Linked DNA regions of Zea mays: region 2 is linked to region 1. The links are chromatin contacts, called in public Hi-C maps. All regions are on one chromosome and are shown on one strand. The core of a region is the stretch at or near the end of the contact, and the rest is flanking DNA. Distances in the headings are between cores, read along the strand shown.

The links. A called contact is a pair of places that touch in the nucleus more often than the background predicts.
Region 2: a Hi-C map of tassel shows a contact between it and region 1, with 6 times the contacts expected there. The contact joins the promoter of LOC103647081 here to the promoter of LOC100278192 in region 1. A contact is called at or near these places in 6 of 25 Hi-C or Micro-C datasets (bundle sheath, ear, endosperm and 3 more).

Annotation. Positions count from the first base shown.
Region 1 is chr2:147,767,135-147,769,877 of Zm-B73-REFERENCE-NAM-5.0, reverse strand. It overlaps LOC100278192, which reads right to left and starts at 1,258. Exons shown (of 1, transcript NM_001367309.1): 1 at 420-1,258. The coding sequence starts at 1,071. The coding sequence ends at 727.
Region 2 is chr2:147,912,925-147,915,667 of Zm-B73-REFERENCE-NAM-5.0, reverse strand. It overlaps LOC103647081 (Dual specificity protein phosphatase Diacylglycerol kinase catalytic region), which reads left to right and starts at 1,470. Exons shown (of 3, transcript NM_001301527.1): 1 at 1,470-1,707; 2 at 2,459-2,743. The coding sequence starts at 2,519.

The DNA of each region.
Region 1 (2,743 bases), core at 9-2,508:
GCTCATCCCGGCCCAACTTCCCATCGATCAGTATTTGAACTGAAAATTGCTGCCGTTTTTGTCATTGCATTGATTTCCAGCTAGGCTAGAGGCGCGCACCACCAACCACTGCGGAGTCTCTTTCAGTGATGCGATCGAGTGGACGTGGTTGTGGTGATCATGGCAAGCACAGACCTTGGTGGCGAACCAAGTATCTTCAGTATTGAAAGCCATGAACTAATATACGGTTCTCGGGTCCGATTTTCTTATGAATTCAATCATTCTTTTCTAAAATACAATAAAACTCTCGCCGTCTTAAAGATAGGACTGAGAATTAGTAAACACCAAATATATAAGAAGCAGCTTATATATATATATGGATCCCTTGGGATTGTAACTGTGATGACTGAATCACTGATTAGGACACATAGTATATAGTATACATGCATAAAGGACTTGCTTGATTTCCAGGATCATCTTTACCTCTTCTTTACAAGCACACGTAGGCAGCAAGAAAAGATGAAGAGAATCCCTATCTCAAAACTCCTACCAATACTATCTTTCTCTCTATATATATGTGTATATAATGTTATACCCAGCACACACATGTTTTGCTTACGCTTATTCCCAAAAAGTATCTTGTGTACTCCAGTGTAGTGTAGGCACGACCGTCACTGATCCAGTGACTTCCACAAGCTAGAGCTAGACATCTGAACGACCGATGCCAGGCGCTGTCGTACGTGCATGCTAGAGATCGCTGCCTTCCGGTATGCTCTCGAGCGCCGGCCGCCACCCTCCGCAGCAGACCTCCTCCAGTTCTCGATTGCGCAGCACGAGAGACGACACCACGTCGTCCAGCGACACGCCCTCCCTGTCGAGCATCTTCTTCAGCTCCTGCTTGCTGATCACCAGCTTCACCCTGACGACGGCAGCGGCGCCAGCTGCAGCAGCGTCGGCGTCGACGATGACATCGTCGGCCGCCTTACTCAAGCTGCCCGGCGGGGATGGCATCTTGAGGACCTCGCCGCCGCCGCCGCCCATGCTCATGATCTTGATCTCCTTCCTGTCTTGAATCACCAGGCAGTTTCCCATGATGATGGCAGGCAAGCTAGCTGGTCAAAGAGGTAGCTGCAAAGGAGCTACACACACGCAAGACCTATAGAGAATTGTGGCAAGAGTTCTGAAGCTCTCTCTAGCTGTTCTTGTAAGTTGGAAAGAACAAGATCACAAGTGTTTTTTTCTTTCTTTCACAATTGTGTGTGCACGCTAGTGGTGTAGGGGGTTGCACTTGCACGCAGTGGTGGATTGTTATATAGTATACGCACTAGTATATTTTTTAGTTTAAATGGAATATAATGCTCTATGAAAATCTGACACAAAGGTCCAAGTGCATATTGCATGAATGCCACCGGCCGGCCGACCAGTGGATGTTGCTTCGTGTATGGTAAAGCTAGCTATGATGGCTAGCCCACTCTCTCGAGAACTTTTGTTCCTCGCTGTGTTCTTGACTTGGTGTTGACACGCTTTGTGTCAGGTCGATCGATCAATAAAATGCTGTGTGGCGCGTGTGCCCGGTGCATTCACACACATAAATTGTCTATTTTTTTTATAAAACCTCGCAGAAATTATGTAATTCTTTACAAGAATAGAGGACAGACACGTACGTACCAGGCAAAGTGGCAGAAACACAAGACTGGAATATATATTGATCTTCTCCTTTACTGGCAAAGCTTGGAATGAAGTCAATAGGGCCATAGATAACACATCGATATATATGGGTTTGGTTAAATTCAGTAGTTGCCTATTTTCAAAGTCTAAACCACTACTGATATAATGTAACCCGTTAACCTTTGTATACACTCCTAATCACGCCTTTGCGATGATGAAAATAGTCTAAAATAACCTAGGAACGTACTGTATCTAAAACATACATAACTACTATTTACGAGGAAAAAAATAAAAAGATGTAGTTAATACCTAACCGGCGCCTAGATTTCCTACATTTACCGTTATAAAAATACCCTTAGGTACTCCTGGAATGCTTATCAGGCCCTTCTCAATGAAAGATTTCATATTTATGTTTCCTAAGTGCCACATCATCATGGAACGAATGCAACCATGCATGTATGAGACTTTTCATTGTCAGTGGACAGTTTCATTTGGTGTGGTTTCATCGGCAATATGCAAGACACAACATGTCTAGCTAGGTAACCGTGTATGCCTAGTTTCATTCCCATGAAACTCATTTTATCTCTCTCATAATAAATAGGCTACCATGTCACCAGATTTGATGATGTGTCACTGTATTTAACGAGAATGAAAATGATAATGGCCTAAATTGCCCACATTTATTGTCTGCTAATATAGGAGAAAGTAATTGATGTACGTTTTATATTCATGATATGTCACAGTATAAACTATGTATAATATATTTATTAAGAAGAGATGAGTTCCAGTTTCAACTAACACATCAGTGCTCTTTGGAAAATGCCAACATGGCTACCCCCCACTAAATGTGCTATCTAGAATTTGGAAGGACAGACGTCGGCACTATCAAGAACATGCTAAGGTAAGGGTGATGTCACAAAACATTAGGATGCAGGCGGGCCCCCATCCATGTTTGGTGTCTCTGCTAGCTTTTGGCAAGTGGCGGAGGTAAAGCGTCACTCGCCTCTCGCCAAATCTGTATCTGAAAACGAAATGAAATGCTGGTATGCGTGTGTGCGGGGGACAGACCGAAAACGATTTCAAGGACTAGTTGGAT
Region 2 (2,743 bases), core at 221-2,720, 150 kb before region 1:
TTCACGTGCTCTCCTATAATCACGCATTGGGCATTTGCTTTTGCTTCACGTTGGTATTTTTGCTTTCCTTCAAGCCGAAGGTACATTTGTAACCTGTTATCATTTCTACGATAATGAAATAGAAATGAGTTAATAATAATAATCATGTGTTTAAATTATTTTACATATTTTTTACCCTTCCTCGTTATTTGTTGTGTTTATGAAGGTATGACCTTCATAACCTTCGTCCGGAATCCATTATATCCCAAGGAAAATAATGCTTCGAAGGACGAAGGACTATAACATTTAACAATTTCTATGTTGCCTTGTTCTTAATTCATAACATTTGAGAACAAGTCCCCAACACATATGGACTTATATTTCATTATGATGTGAAAACAATTTGCAAGTATGTGTGATATGTTGTTTTACTAAACGACTTGACCAATCTATATTTTCGTTACAAAACGACTAAAAATTAGTTATCATAGTTATAATTGATATTAAACGCAAAGAAAATCATACAGAGCATCGAGGTAGCAAACTCACGTAAAAAGTATCATGGTTGGCCGGAACACGACCCAGTTTTAATTTTTCCCTTATTTTTTTTATAAAAGTCTATATTATACTTAGTATAAAATATAAAACGAAAAATATGTGTCATGTTAGCTAGATAGATGTGAGTTTAAAGCAAACAACCATGGTTCAAATGATATTCACATTTACATACTTGCACAGCTGTGCACATGCAAGCTTTGCATGGAGCGAAGGCGTTTGCATGCATGGTTGCATGCACCAGTTTAGTTGCATATTTTCATGCGTAATGCGTGTGTGGGTTTAGAGGTTGCATGCAGACTGGGACCGGCTGCATGCGTGGCCACGCACGGGGATGCCGCACAGACGCCGCGTAGAGGATTGCATGTAGATTGGGGCCGGTTACATGCGTGGCGCACGGGACGCCGTGCACAGGATTACATGCGCGCAGAGGATGAAGCGGGGGCACGGCTGTGGTCTACATTAGCCTTTTAATAGTTAGTAGAGATTTTATTTTATCTACTATGTAGCCTTTTTTCAATATTTCATGAGACGGTCTAATGGTATATTTTGGTGTGCAATATTATTATTATAAGAGCGTGATATCATTTTATTTGATTTAAATGGTCTAATACGGGTTATTAATACAAATTTTTTTAACTGAAACAAGGTGGTTACATGGTATAAATATAATTGTGGAGAACGACTGTCTTGTGTTCAAGTTTTGACACTCACTATTTTTCACTTGTTCGGCCCATGTGAAGGAGTAGTTTTGATGAGCGAATGCGCGCAAGCTGCGGAGTGGGCCGGCCCATGCGCGGGAGGAAACGCGAGACAAGAGATCGTACCATGTGCTGATTTGCAGGATTGGATTTTGGGTCCGCGAGGTGCATCGTGCCGATGACGACCCAGCGGGGCATAACAGGACCCTTCGACGGCCCACCAGGTGGGTGGGTCAGTCCGTCAGTGTGGTGGTCAGAGAGAAAAGATGAAAAAAAAGAATAATTCATTGGAGCCGCACGTCTCCTTCCGGCCTTCCCCGACGATGCCGCTGCCGCCGGGAGGAACGGATGGATCCCATTGGCTTGCCACCACCACTGCCCGCTTCGGTTCCTATTCCCGCTCGCTACGGCCCCAGTCGCGCTCCTCACCGGCCGGCACCACCCCGCCCGCCCTCGCCTTTTGCCTGCCGAGGTAATCTGGAGACCTGCGATCCCCTCGCGCGCAGACACGACGCGCTTTCGTTTCTGTCCCGTGGTGGTTAGCTCGTTCGCATCTCACTGTCGATATGTTTTATGATGAACGATTTTGCTGATATATCTTGATCTGTTGTATTTGTAATGTTTGGATCGGATGGATCTTGGCCCACTGCTTTGATGTAGGTAGGATTTAGTTACCCGATTTGTTCTCTAAGCCACAAAACTGAGGCAGCCAGACAGGGGTGACCGGCTGACCGCGTTTTATGCCTTGATCGTCAGTGTCGTCACCGTGTTTCTGCACTAAAAAAGAAGAAGCTGGAAGCATCTCACGTTACCAAACGCACATTCTTGCTAATTCGATTGCCCTCCCCCATCAGCGTTGATCAACGAGTGAATCTACCTGATCCAATGGTTAAGTAAACCGTGTTTGTGGGTTTTGTTGTTTTCTTCAGTATGGCCCTGAGTTAGGATGCTAGTGTCAAGCTGTTCAACTATGTTTAATGCTGACCTGTTAGGAACTACTACTTGTTTTTCACATCGAAAAAATCGACTCCGAAAATTTGCATTGCATCACCCCCTTCTCTTTCGCATGCCGAAGAGAGCTGCTGACACGCTTAGCATATGTTGCTTTCTAGATTGAATATACCTAATTCTCTACGCCACACAGAGCAAGTGTTTTCACATATTGAAATCCAATTTCACCACTCTGCTAAAGAAAACAACTGCTGATCGAAACTTTGGTGCAGATTTAGGCCTGGCATTCTAGCAATGCAGAAGAAGTGATCTTATAATCATAAAAGATAACAATGGGGATATCCAAGGTGACCGGCATCTCTGCGACAGCTTTTCTTGTCACATCTGTTGGTCTGTACCAGCTCGGCATGAGAATTATTGTGCTTCCTTTCCTAGCCACCAGTATTGTTGCTTCTGTTGTCACTGTTGCATCCCATGATGCCATCAACCTACCGTGGATCCTGGGGAAGAACTCAGTGGGAAGGTTTCCTCTTTGGTCAGTTATACTGTTTGGTCCT